Regions from separate parts of the Mus musculus genome. Here all the other regions are linked to region 1. Evidence: chromatin contacts called from public promoter capture Hi-C data. All regions are on one chromosome and are shown on one strand. Each heading gives the region's core, a stretch centred on a gene start, on an enhancer-like site or on the middle of the called end of the contact. The rest is flanking DNA. Distances are from core to core; before and after follow the strand shown.

Region 1 (4,032 bases), core at 1,384-3,883:
TCTGAGATGCAGGGCAGGGCTGGCCAAGGTGACTGAGAAGTGCATTTCTCCCGAGCCCATTTGGATGGTATTTAGATTGAAAGTTTACTCCGAACAAACAAACTGTTAGCAGTGCAAACTTGTAAGCCGTTTATAGCGTGTGCTCGTGGGTTCCTTCCATAGAATGAGATACAAATGTGCTCTTGTAAACTGTAAAATACCCCTATTTCTTACTACAAAACGAAACACAAATGTGCCTCTCTTTGTCCCCTGTGAGTATCTCCTGGAGCAATGAAAGTAAAAAGATAATATTGGAGTCACTTCTGCCTATTTGTATGGGAGAGACCTAGCAAGGTCCTATGGGATAGACTTAGGTCAAGCAGAGGACACTTCTGAGCATGTACAAGTCTTGTCTTGTATGAACCTAATGGTGGACGGGAACTTCTGGACAGACCATGTCAGTGTAAAGAGATTTCAGAGGGCAGAGCTCATTGCAAGTCAGGTGGAGGAGTGGGTCGGTGTGACTTGGCAATTTTGATGGATTTGTTATGTTTTTCTCTACAGTGCCTTATCTGAAACAAATAAAAACGACTTGAAGGAACATTAATGGTCATTTAAAGGGAAAGCAGACCTTCCCCTGCAGCATCGCCCTAAGATGCTTGCTTGCTTGCTTCCTTCCTTCCTATCTTCTTATCTGTATGTCTTTCTTCCTTTCTTCCTTTCTTCCTTCCTTCCTTTCTTTCTTTCTTTCTTTCTTTCTTTCTTTCTTTCTTTCTTTCCTTCTTTCTGTCTGTCTGTCTGTCTGTCTTCCTCTTTCTTTCTTTCTTTCTTCTTCTTCTTTCTTTTCTTTCTCTCTTTCTTATAACAACTTTTTTCTTGAATTAACTTTCTCCTAGCAACAATCACAAATAATAACCACCACCATCTGTACATATGAAAGTAAGAATCCTTTCAAGCTACTCACTAAGACCCCTTTTCCCCACAGTGTGTCCTGAGAGCCATGGAGAAATTATGATGACGGATCTTGAAAAAAAAGACGAGACTCAGTTGGACCAGCCGATGAACCAGCAACAAGCTTTGCCTATCCGTCCAAAGGACAGCAATAAACTGTCTGGGAAACAGTTGGCCTTACGGAGAGGACTCCTGCTCCTAGGGGTAGTCTTAGTCTTGGTGGGTGGGATTTTAGTGAGAGTCTATATCAGAATTGAATAATGTGGGAATGCCATCAATCCAGCAACTTGGGTGCTCCTCAGTCTGTGAAGTTAATGCTGAACAAATCCACCCCACATTGAAACATCAGGGCTGGGGATACTGCAGACAGCAATATGTTCAGCATGTTCTGGGCCCTCTAACATAAGTTCTCTCTCTCTCTCTCTCTCTCTCTCTCTGTATGTGTCTCTCTTTGGGTGTGTGTTTGAGAGAGACAGAGAGAGGGAGACACCCCCCCAAGAGATATAAACAGAAAGACAAAGAGACATAGATGAGACAGAGGCAGAGGAGATGCTCTGGAGTGGACAATGCCTGCAATATACTTACCTACCAAATACCAGTATTCGAAACATTGTACCAACCGGAATGTTGATTTTGCACCCCTGGGATTGCAGGGAGTCACCTGGAGACTCTAGCTCACTGCCACTGTCCCCATGTTTCCAAAGGATAGTGTCACACATTGTGAACCCAGGAAAAGCTCCCCGTTCAAAAACAGTCTCTTCTGAATGCGTGTCACTTTTGCATCAATGTTAAAGTTGAGCCCCTGGAAAGTGAATCACTGTTTAAGTCTGGGCCCACGTGCAGTTTTGAACATAGAGACAATTCAGAGCCAGTCATTATAGTTAACAGAATTCAACTGTGCCCATGGGAATTATGAACTGAGAATTCAAAAATTTTGTTTCTCTAATAAATAAGGTAAACACCATATAGTGCAATGTGGGGGAGACTATGGGGGAGTATTAATTCATCTGCCACTGTCAAACATGCACTGCTGTCTACTGTCTTCATTCCGGGCTGGAATTCCTATTTCTTCTGCCTATTGTTTTCTATGCTACAAAACTATATCTGAACTGCTTCTATATTCTTGCTGTGTGACTTCTATTAAATACATTTTATGATATGTCTCTGGGCTGTAGATTATTATTCCGTGAGCAAACAGCGTTTATAAATCATCAGAGGAAGCTCAGATTCCCCTGGGAGAGGGGTGCAGGCAACGGGAGGTCTCTGGAGCTGTAAAGCGATGAAGACCCAGAGTGACAATCCCCCTGGTGGTGGCCATTGGACAAAGCTTGAACAAAGTCGAAGCCCAATTCTTCCAGCCTCTGAAGGGTTGATTAAGTACACACGGATAATTCAGCAAACTTCCAAAGTACAGAAAATGAACACAATTAGAAACGTCAGTCACTATGAGTGTAAAACGGCTCAATTTATTTTTTCTTTTGGTGGTTGGGGCTGGGGTTGGAGTCTGCTACAGGCAGGCATTCCTCATTGAGCTACACCAGCAGCTACACAGTGGCGTTTGGATGGGACCACCTAAACCATCCCTCAGCTTAATTCTTGTTGTGTCTATAAGCACCCAGGCCGAGGCTTGTGCCGCGCGCTGCGCTCGGCGACGGTTGGATTTGGACGCGGCGCCCGGGGCGGGGTGGCGCGTGGGGCGGTTCCCGCCCGGCTCCCTGCACTTCGCAGTGGCTACTCGACTCACGGCTCCACGTGTGGATCGCGCCACTATCTGAGCCTGTGCCATGGAGCCGGCCGAGGACAGCCTGGGAGCCACCATCCAGCCCCCGGAGCTGGTCCGCGTCCCACGGGGGCGCAGTCTGAGGATCCTGCTGGGCCTTCGAGGAGCGCTGTCCCCCGACGTGAGACGGGAGGCGGCCGCGCTAGTGGCGCTCGCGGGCCCGGTGGTGAGTTGGACCCCGAGCTGCGGGCGCGGGGCGACCTCAGGCGGCCCGAGAGTGACCGCCTCTCTGCTCCTTGCAGTTCCTGGCGCAGCTGATGATCTTTCTCATCAGCATCGTCAGTTCCATCTTCTGCGGACACCTGGGCAAAGTCGAGTTGGACGCCGTGACACTCGCTGTTTCCGTAGGTGCTAACTGTTTCAGCTGATGATGTGGTAAAGCCGGAAAGCTTTAATGTGTTTTTATTTGTATAGCGCTGGAAATGGCCTCAGTGCCAAGAATCCGAATTAGAACTGCAGGGTCTGGGTCTGACCCACCGTGCTACTATGATCTTCAGATTTGGGAAGAGAGCGAGTTCAGAGTAAATCCCCGCTTCACCCCCTCCCAACCCCCAGGCACTGCGTCCTGGGGGGACATGAAAGGAGTGTCCCAAGCAGACCACATGGTGCACAGCTACCCTAAATGAACTTTGTGTCCCCACTTCTGAAACCAAACCACCAAAGCTATTAGTTACACGGTTCATTAAGATTGCATGTAAAGTGTCTTTCTTCCTCATGGCTTGCAATCCCGCGTCCTTAGAAGCCTCTCTCCATCTGCTAGCAAGGTAGTGGAAAGCAGCTCGCTTGCATTTGATCCTCACTTTCAGACAGGAGAGAAACTCTTCCTCCAAGGGAGGTGATGGCGACTGGGTCCTCCCCTATTTCCGAAAGTGTCCCTTCTGCCCGCTAGGATGTTGGAATGCCCTGTGCAATAGTGGAGGTCCGCAGTTTCTCTTTCAGTATAATGGAGGAGAGAGACCTGGCGCTCGCTCTCTCTCTCTCTCTCTCTCTCTCTCTCTCTCTCTCTCTCTCTCTCTCTCTGTGTGTGTGTGTGTCTCAGTTTATGTATGGATCTATAACTGTACTGTCAGAATTATAGTTTTAGTTTTCTCTCTCTCTCTCTCTCTGTGTGTGTGTGTCTCAGTTTATGTATGGATCTATAACTGTACTGTCAGAATTATAGTTTTCTCTCTCTCTCTCTCTCTCTCTCTCTCTCTCTCTCTCTCTCTCTCTCTCCTCTTTCTCTGTTGTTGTTGTCTGGCAATTTCCTTTCCTTTTCCTGTTATGTCTCTAGAGTTTCGATGTAAAAACAACAGGAATAAATGCGACCCACAGTGAGACAG
Region 2 (3,821 bases), core at 879-3,378, 140 kb before region 1:
TGTTCCCTGGGGCTGAGGTTCCTGTAGCTGAAGTTGGTCTGTGGAGAGCTATGACTCTTCTACACCCAGAAGGGTTGAGGGAGGGGCCTTAGGAACCAATGGAGCAGGGCCAATCCTACGTTACTGACCCCAATCCCTACTGACCCCACTCCCTACTGACCCCACCCCCTCCCCCACCACTGCCCCTGAAGAAGTTGAGAGAGGTACCCGCCCCACCCCCTACTGATCCTACCCCTTACTGACTCCCCCTACCCCCCCCCCCCCCGCCACTGCCCCTGAAGAAGCTGAGAGGGGTACCTGCCCCGCCATCCTCGAAGCCAGCCACGTAGAGGGTATAGCCATCCTCCTCAGCACTGATGGCGTTGGGGGAGATGGAGAAGTCAATGTACTTGGCATAGGCTGTGTTGTTCTCAAAGTCTTCCAAGTCCACGCGCAGCTCATACTTCTGCTTCAGTGTCAGGAGGTGCAGGTTCTGCAGCCCTAGGGACGGGTGGCAGCCGGTCAGCAGAGACTTGGCTGAGGGGCAGCCCCCACCCCATGGCCCCACCTTACCCAGCCAGTACTCCCCGTCAGCACGGCCAAAGCCCAGCTTGTAGTCGCTCCAGCCCCGGAAGAAACTCACTGAGCCGTTGAATCTTTTCTGGAAAACCTGGAAACAAGTGGACAAGGGGCTGGATGATGGAGGTCCAGTACCCTAGGGTGACTCTTAGCCATTTTGTTAGGGAACTGCTAAAACAGAACACACTCTCTGGCTCCAGGCCTCTCATTGAACATCTGCTGCTGAGAAGGGGGTATCTACCAGGCCCCTTGTCTGCTGAGAGACAGGAAGGGGAAAAGATTAAGAGGGAGCTGGGACCTGTAGACATAGCTTAGTGGCAAAGCACCCACTTAGCTTAGAGGCCCTGGGTTCCATCCCAGCACTGCATGATAAAACCAGCAGGAGGGCCGGGCGTGGTGGCCCACGCCTTTAATCCCAGCAATCGGGAGGCAGAGGCAGGCAGATTTCTGAATTCAAGGCCAGCCTGGTCTATAAAGTGAGTTCCAGGAGAAACCCTGTCTAGAAAACAACAACAACAACAAAAAAACCCAAAACCCATCAGGAGGATCTAGAATACTTGGCTGTGAGTTCATTACTGTGCCCGCCAAGGCTATTAATGCTACTTACCTGGGCTCGCAGTTCCTCATTTAGACAAGGCACCAACCTACCGCTGTGAGGACAGCATGCATTAGCTTCCTCAGGCAAGTAAGTGCTAGCAGCCCTGGATCCAGTCCCCATGAAGATGAAAAATCCACTTCACAGAGATGACAGCCGGGATCGCGCAGCTGCCTGAACCCCATCTGGCCTGAGGCCCCTTTGCCTACTCACCGTCCACTTGCCGCCCTCAGTTGTCATGTCGCAGAAGACGGGCACCGGCACACTGGGGCCATAGGGGTAGATGAGATACACGCCGTCTTCCTGATAGCCCTGGGCGTAGATATCATCACAGTCCAGGGGTTGCTGAAGACAGGACTTCTCCAGAGCTGCGAGTGGCAGTGTGGGGACCGTGAGGAGAAAGACTAAGGCATAAGGACACCCCCCTCCATATCCCAGTTTTGCTCCAGGCCTAAGGGACTCTATCAGGAGAAATCTGGAGATTTCTCTAGGGGGATACCTGCCACTTTGTAGAGGAGGAAGCAGTCCTGCAGAGCCTCACTTAGAATGGCCTCATCCAGCCTGCTGACCAGGCCGTGTCTGTGAATGGGGGCTGCTTACCATCTCCCCGGATCCCAGAGGCTTGCGGGGCGCAGGGGGGAGGCATGGAGAGCAGCATCAGCATCAGTGGCAGGGCTGGGAGGGCCTGGGGATGGGAAATGGGGTGAGTGTAGCCCCCAACATGGGCCAGACGCCTCCCACCTCCCAGGGCTCTCCCTGCCTGAACTCTGCCCTCTGTCTTTTTTACCCCCTCTCAACTTTCAGAGGAAGGCCCAATATCCCCAGAACTTAAGTTTCAAGAGAACTCCACTGAGCTTCGCTGTTCCCTATCTGGCAAGTGGCTTGTCTCCACAAATGGTCTTGATCCTCCAGGCCAGTACCTTCATGGTGTCAGCTCAGTTGAGAGAGGCTGGCTGTCTGGGGCCCCAGACTGCAGCCGCCCACAGTTATGTGTTGGGTCTGAGCCCACAGACCCAGCTCCGCCCCTGGAACTGCAGAATGCCCCCCACCCCCACCCCAACAACCGGCCCCCGGCATCAGCTTACACTGTCAGGGGCCAGAGGACCACCTGGGTCTCATTAGGCCTGTCAGAGAAGCACTGTGAACCAGACATTAACTCCTTACCAGCCGCAACTGTACCCTGGACCCCACTCTGCCTCCTGCCCTGCTGGACTTGTGGGTCCTTTGGCAACCCCCGCTGGCCTCTGCTCACCCCTCTGTTTCCTGACAGGCCCTCTGCAGATGTCTGCTTTCCTAACTAGTCTGCTCAAGAGGTGTCCCTGGGACTGAGACAGGGGTCTTCACTTGGCAATGGGAAGGCTAGGGGAGACGGTCCCAAAGCTCCCTATGAGGGAGCTGCCTGGCCTGGGAGGAGACAGGGCCAGCAGGGGCCCGAAGTCTCCTGGCAAGCTTGGGACATTTCTGAGCCATGAGCAGAAAGATACAGGCGGCCAGCAGCTCTGTCTGCCTCGACTGGAGCCAGGGCCCTCTCCAACTCCTTCCCAGCCCCCTCCCCTGCTGGGTGTCTGTACCCCCCACTCTTTCCCCTCCTACAGTTCCCTGGACCATCTGGGGTGCTTTTGTTTCTCCTCGCTCGGCCCCTCCTCCCTTCTAAGCCCATCTGCTCTCACCGCCGCCCGCCCGCCCGGCTGAGCCTCTCGAGCCCTCTCTCCTCCATCCTGGCTGAGCCCAATGCTGCTTTCCTTGTCCACCTTAAGCCTGGTTTCGGTGTGCCTCCCGCCACCCTGGCCACCCAGTCTCTTCTGATTTTGCTCTCTCCTCCTCCTCCCATTCTCTGTCGGCTGCAAGAGTGTCCCAGGTGCCTGATCTGTGTTCCCCTGTTTAAGCCTCCGGTGGCTCTCCATTCCTTCACGGCTGAGGCCAACATTTCCGACTGGGACTTGAAAGGAATTACCAGTCTGGCTCGACCTCCCTTCAAGCCCGTGCTCCTCGTGACTCCCTACACTTTGTCTGGCTACCCAGACTCCTGGCCAGCAGGCCCCTGGGCCTTTGCCTGGGCTGTTCCTCGTGGCGCCCACCGGCCTTTCCTTTTGTCTCTGAGTGCTAGTGGGTAGTGCTCATTGCCTCCCAGTTCTGCACACTCAGCACCCATCATAAAGCGTATGGATTCACCAAAGACAGATTTTTGTTTTTTTTTTTTGAGCACCTACTATGTGTTACACAATATGTTTGCTGCTGGGGATGCAGAATCAGCCCCTGGAGTGGCCTACGTGTTTTGGACAAAGAACCAAAAATGCCTTGAAGGGACACAAATGTAACAGGTGAGCATGTGAGAGATCCAGAGCAAAGAGATGGCTTAGATCCTTTCTCTCCATCCCTGGAAAAGGAGAAAAGACCCACGAAGAACCCCATTGGGCCTCCTTGACAGTGCCCACACCAACTTGTCCAAGCTGACCTGGAACTCACTCTGTAGACCAGGCTGGCCTCGAACTTAGAAATCCGCCTGCCTCTGCCTCCCAAGTGCTGGGGTTAAAGATGTGTTCCACCACACCCGGCCCAAAGGAGAAATCTTAACCTAATTAAATTCAATGTGAATTTGAGCAATTATAAACAAAGCAACACAAAACAAAAGTGATTTGCAAATTGGGCGGTCCAAGGCGAATTCAGA
Region 3 (4,438 bases), core at 118-2,617, 170 kb after region 1:
GGCTCAAATGATCCTCCTGCCTCAACCTGAGTAGCTCCCAAAATATTCATATACACAGACACACCAACCCCCACCCACCCCCTTCTCTATGCTGTAACTCCTCTCTGGGTGATACTCAAATGCCAACTAAGATAGCATGCTAAGCCATATCTAAGCCTGAATACGACCATCACTGCTCTAAGACCAAGCTGGTACTCATTGGACAAGCCACAACTGCAATTGCTCCTCGGAACCATGACATCAAAATGCCTGTCGGCAATTTTTCTCGGCTGTCTTGTCTGCTAGCTGCTGTTACTGCAGTACACCGATGAACTCTCTACTTCTTCTGCCTTTTCTGTCTTGGAGAATTATTTCACTGCTCCACATCATGGGTACCTGTCTGCCTGAGTTTGACACCTAGCTGTTATCCTGTTTAAGGTATAACAGGAGAGAGGTGTCTATTTACTCGGTATATACAATTTGTAGGGCAGAAGATCAATATTTTCTCTTCTGAGTTGGTTTGCTGCACATCTGTGTAACCCTCAGATAGGAGAGCTAAATGCATCATAGCTCTATACTGTTCCTACTTAATAATAGAGTGTAATGTGGCTAGTACAAATTGAATTGCTATACCAAACCTGTATAACACGATATTTCAAAGCCAATGTAAAAATTTGACTTGATATTCTGTCTTTATTTGACTGCTTGTTAAAATTAATTTTATCTTTCTTGGTGCAAAATATTGTACAAAATGTAGCCACTAAAAAAATTCGTATACCAGTTGGCATTCTAGTTCAATAGGATAACGCTGAATAATATCCTAGGGAAGGGAAGATCTGTATTCTTGCCACGCCCAATCTCCAGCTGTGGCATTGCGGTACCCAACACAGTCGCCAAGATGGCAGTCTCTGCAGAAACGCCCACACTAGGAACTCCAAGGACCAACAAACAGAACCTAGAAACCCTCCTTTCAGAGAACTCGCAGACGCAGGCCCTACCCTGCCCCACCCCTCCGTCGCCCCGCCTCTTTGCGGCAGAGCTCAGGCCGGTGCAAACCGGTTCAGTGGCCTGACTGACACTCAGTTTTACCCAATCCTCAGCACGCCCCGCCTTCCAAGGAGAGACTCGAAACGTCAAATCGCTGGCGTCTCCGGAGGCGGTTCGAAAGCCTATAATAGGCGCAGACCGTGTCTTAGACCGGCAAACCACCAATGGTGTGACGCGAGGGCGGGACCCTGTTGACCCAACCCGAGGCCTTCGGCTTTTCTCTGGAGCCAGCGGGCGAGAGGAGGGCTGATAGGCGGGGTCTAGAGCAGCGGAGCCTGCGCACTAAGGCCGCCGGCCTGGGTGACGTTATCCTTTCCCGCGGACAGCTCCGCCCTGTCCCGCCCAGCCTCGCCCCGCCCTCCTCGAAGTCAGAGGGTGCTGCGCGTGCGGTGGGTGCTGCTGTAGCCTGCCTGAGTTCTCAACGCGGTCTTTGTCCCCCAGCTTTGTTCTCGCCGCCCTGGCGTCGTCCTCGCCCCCGTCGCCGCCTGCCCCGCGCGCCCGGGCCTTGCCCGCCATGGTGGCCAGGCCGGAGCCTGAGGTCGAGGCCATGGACGCTGAGCTGGCGGTACCGCCGCCTGGCTGCTCGCACCTGGGCAGCTTCAAGGTGGACAACTGGAAGCAAAACCTGCGGGCCATCTACCAGTGCTTCGTGTGGAGCGGAACTGCCGAGGCTCGCAAGCGCAAGGTGAGCCCAAGGCTTGCGCCGCTCTGCGGGCTGGGAAGCGGGGAGTGTAGGTGGGAGAGGGAGAGGGGAAGCCTGGTAGTCGTGGGGAGGGAGCCTGGCCTTGCGGGGAGGGCGTGAGGGGAAGCCTTGCCGTGAGGGGGTGGGGCCGAGGAATGGGCAAGGCGAAGCCTCGCGGTGCAGGGAAGGGGCTAGAGGAAGCATCCCGGTGCAGGAAGGGGGACTAAGGAGAACCTCGCAACGTGGGGAGGGGGCTAGAGGAAGCGTCGTGGTGCAGGGAGGGGGCTAGAGGAAGCATCACGGTGCTGGGAGGGGTCCAGGGACCACCTAGTGGACGCTGTTGGGAGTGTGGCGGTGGAACCCACGATGGGAGGGGGAGGGGTATCTGAGTAGGAGGAGGAAGATCTGTCTGGACATTCCATTGAGGAGTATTTGTCTGTAAAGGTAGTGGTGGGGGCCTGGGGTCTGCAGGGTAGTTCCGTGGATAACAGCTCGTTCCCGGGGCTGAGACCCTTCGCGGACACCTGAGGCTGGCAGGGCCTCCGCGCACTCGAGTTGAGAAGCGAGATTTTTAGGACGTAGGAGGTGATTGACAACCGCAGCCTTCGAGAGTGGCTATTTTGTTGTTTTGGGTCCTGTAAATCTCAGCAACTATGATGATTTTATTAGTGATTTGGAGATGGGAAAACATTATTTTCTAATTTAAAAAAAACTTCATAATTACAATTTGATTTTGAAGGTGAAAAGTGGAATAGAAAATTTTGATTGTTTCTATCTTGAGTAGCATTTTATAACGGGAGAACTGACAAATCTGCTGGGTGTTTCATGTTAAGCATCAAACTCTCCCTCTTTAGTTTCTCGAGGCAGGACTTCTCTCTATAGCCCTTGGCGTTCTTTTCTTTTTTCTTTTTTCTTTTCTTTTTGGTTTTTCGAGACAGGGTTTCTCTGTGTAGCCCTGGCTGGCTTCGAACTCAGAAATCCGCCTACCTCTGCCTCCCGAGTGCTGGGATTAAAGGCGTGCGCCACCACGCCCGGCTGCCTTTGGCAGTTCTTAAACTCGATTTGTAGATAGCTGGCCTCTAACTCACACAGATCCACAGGCCTCTGCTTCCAGAACGATGGGATTAAAGGTGAATGCAAACCACACCCCCCCCCACTCCCACCCCGGCCTAAATTCCCCCTTTTTAAATCAATCGTGGCCATAATATAAGTCTTTGAGGGCGTTAAAGGCTTATGTTCTGTAAGAGTCTTTTAGGATTGGAGCAAGAGTTTTGGTAATAGAAGCATATGATAAAAAAATTACTAGAGTTGTCTTACTTTGTATTTTGAGACAGGAGCCTTTCTCTGTGGTCCAGACTTAACCACCCAGTCTTCCTGTCTCAGCCTCGTGAGAACTAGGATCACAGCAGTAAACGGTCACTGATCCATTCTGTTGCTTCTTGGATTGAGATGTGCTATAAAGTCATTTTTACATTGGGATTAAATGGAGGAATCTTCCCCTTTCTCTTTCCTTGTTTTGCTTTCTTCATCTCCCCAGACTCTTAGTTTTGTATAGCACTACACAAGGAAATGAAAAGTTTCCTTTTTAATTAGGGCTGCTCAGCTCAATGTTTAAATCTCCACCGTGCTACAAGTTCTTTGTTAAGTGATCTTCACAGCCAAGAGTTGGGACACCAGGACAACACTCAGAAATTGTGTTGTTTTGGTGGACTAAATTAGGAAATGAAGGCAGATAGCTATGCTCTGAAGGTGCCCAAACTTAAGGTTGTGAACAGAACTTCACTCCTGAAGTTCTCTCCGACTTAGAATGTTTTCATTTTACAAGTCAGTGAGTCATAAAAAAAAAAGAAAAAAAAAGTTTGGCCTTGCATGGTGGTGAAAGAAGAAGAAGAAGAAAAAGAAAAAAACAAAGAATACAAATGACCAGTAAATATCTGGAAAGGTATTCCTCTTCAACCACCAGAGCAAGGCTGGTTAAAACTGTGCTGAAATTCCATCTTACCCCAGGCAAACTAGGTACCCTGAAGAGAAAGGAGAGCAAATGCATGGAGAAGCCTTATGCACAATTGCAGTGGGGATGCAGACTGCTGCAGCCTTCTGTGAACCAGTGGAGAGTTCTCAAAGACCTGGTCACTGAGCCACCACACTCTGAGGTATAGACCCAGAGGTCTCTAAACAAGCACAGCGATGCAGAAAGGGGGACATCTGGGGAGAGGGAGGGGAAGGAGAGGGTAGTATTGGAGGTGAGTTGAACAAGGTACAGTGATAATGTAATAAAATGTCATAATGGGCCAGGCATGGTGGTGCACGCCTTTAATCCCAGCACTTGGGAGGCAGAGGCAGGCGGATTTCTGAGTTCAAGGCCAGCCTGGTCTACAGAGTGAGTTCCAGGACAGCCAGGGGCTACACAGAGAAACCCTGTCTCAAAAAACAAACAACAACAAAAAAAGATGTCATAATGAAACTGCTATATGACAACTTAAAAAAGTGGAGAAGCACCGTAGGTGTCTGTCAGGGTTGTAGCCTGTGGAGTGTGACTTAGGAGAGCCAGCACCTTCATGTGGACGTGGTGGCAAAGGCTCCCTGCATGGCCTGTTCGAGGTTTAACTTCCACTTCATTCCACCAGCTCACAGAGCTAGCTCTCAGTACTGGCTGATGGCAGGCTGGTCCCAGGCAGGCTGCTGCTGGCTCAGGAGCCACGTTCCTCCGGGAGCCCACAACAGTCACTG

What was found. Capture Hi-C pulls out chosen DNA fragments and counts their contacts.
Region 2: a contact with region 1 is called in a promoter capture Hi-C map of pancreatic islet. The contact joins the promoter of Mfap4 here to the promoter of Slc47a2 in region 1. A contact is called at or near these places in 3 of 39 promoter capture datasets (the HPC-7 cell line, embryonic stem cells and macrophages), 13 of 484 Hi-C or Micro-C datasets (the AML12 cell line, Th2 cells, cerebral cortex and 6 more), 12 of 115 datasets of contacts at active chromatin or transcription factors (T-cell acute lymphoblastic leukemia, bone marrow-derived dendritic cells, bone marrow-derived macrophages and 2 more) and 3 of 9 other capture datasets (adipose tissue, liver and pancreatic islet).
Region 3: a contact with region 1 is called in a promoter capture Hi-C map of pancreatic islet. The contact joins the promoter of Usp22 here to the promoter of Slc47a2 in region 1. A contact is called at or near these places in 11 of 39 promoter capture datasets (the 3T3-L1 cell line, 3T3-L1-derived adipocytes, cranial neural crest and 5 more), 8 of 484 Hi-C or Micro-C datasets (B cells, LSK cells, Sertoli cells and 5 more), 10 of 115 datasets of contacts at active chromatin or transcription factors (the 230-238 cell line, T-cell acute lymphoblastic leukemia, embryonic stem cells and 3 more) and 3 of 9 other capture datasets (adipose tissue, liver and pancreatic islet).

Annotation. Positions count from the first base shown.
Region 1 is chr11:61,341,461-61,345,492 of GRCm38.p6, reverse strand. Slc47a2 (solute carrier family 47, member 2) reads left to right here and starts at 2,633. Exons shown (of 17, transcript NM_001033542.2): 1 at 2,633-2,876; 2 at 2,953-3,054. The coding sequence starts at 2,715. Slc47a1 (solute carrier family 47, member 1) reads left to right here. Exons shown (of 17, transcript NM_026183.5): 17 at 965-2,093. The coding sequence ends at 1,191.
Region 2 is chr11:61,483,738-61,487,558 of GRCm38.p6, reverse strand. Mfap4 (microfibrillar-associated protein 4) reads right to left here and starts at 2,128. Exons shown (of 6, transcript NM_029568.3): 1 at 2,074-2,128; 2 at 1,754-1,838; 3 at 1,367-1,521; 4 at 553-649; 5 at 298-480. The coding sequence starts at 2,079.
Region 3 is chr11:61,171,988-61,176,425 of GRCm38.p6, reverse strand. Usp22 (ubiquitin specific peptidase 22) reads left to right here and starts at 1,367. Exons shown (of 13, transcript NM_001004143.4): 1 at 1,367-1,711. The coding sequence starts at 1,541.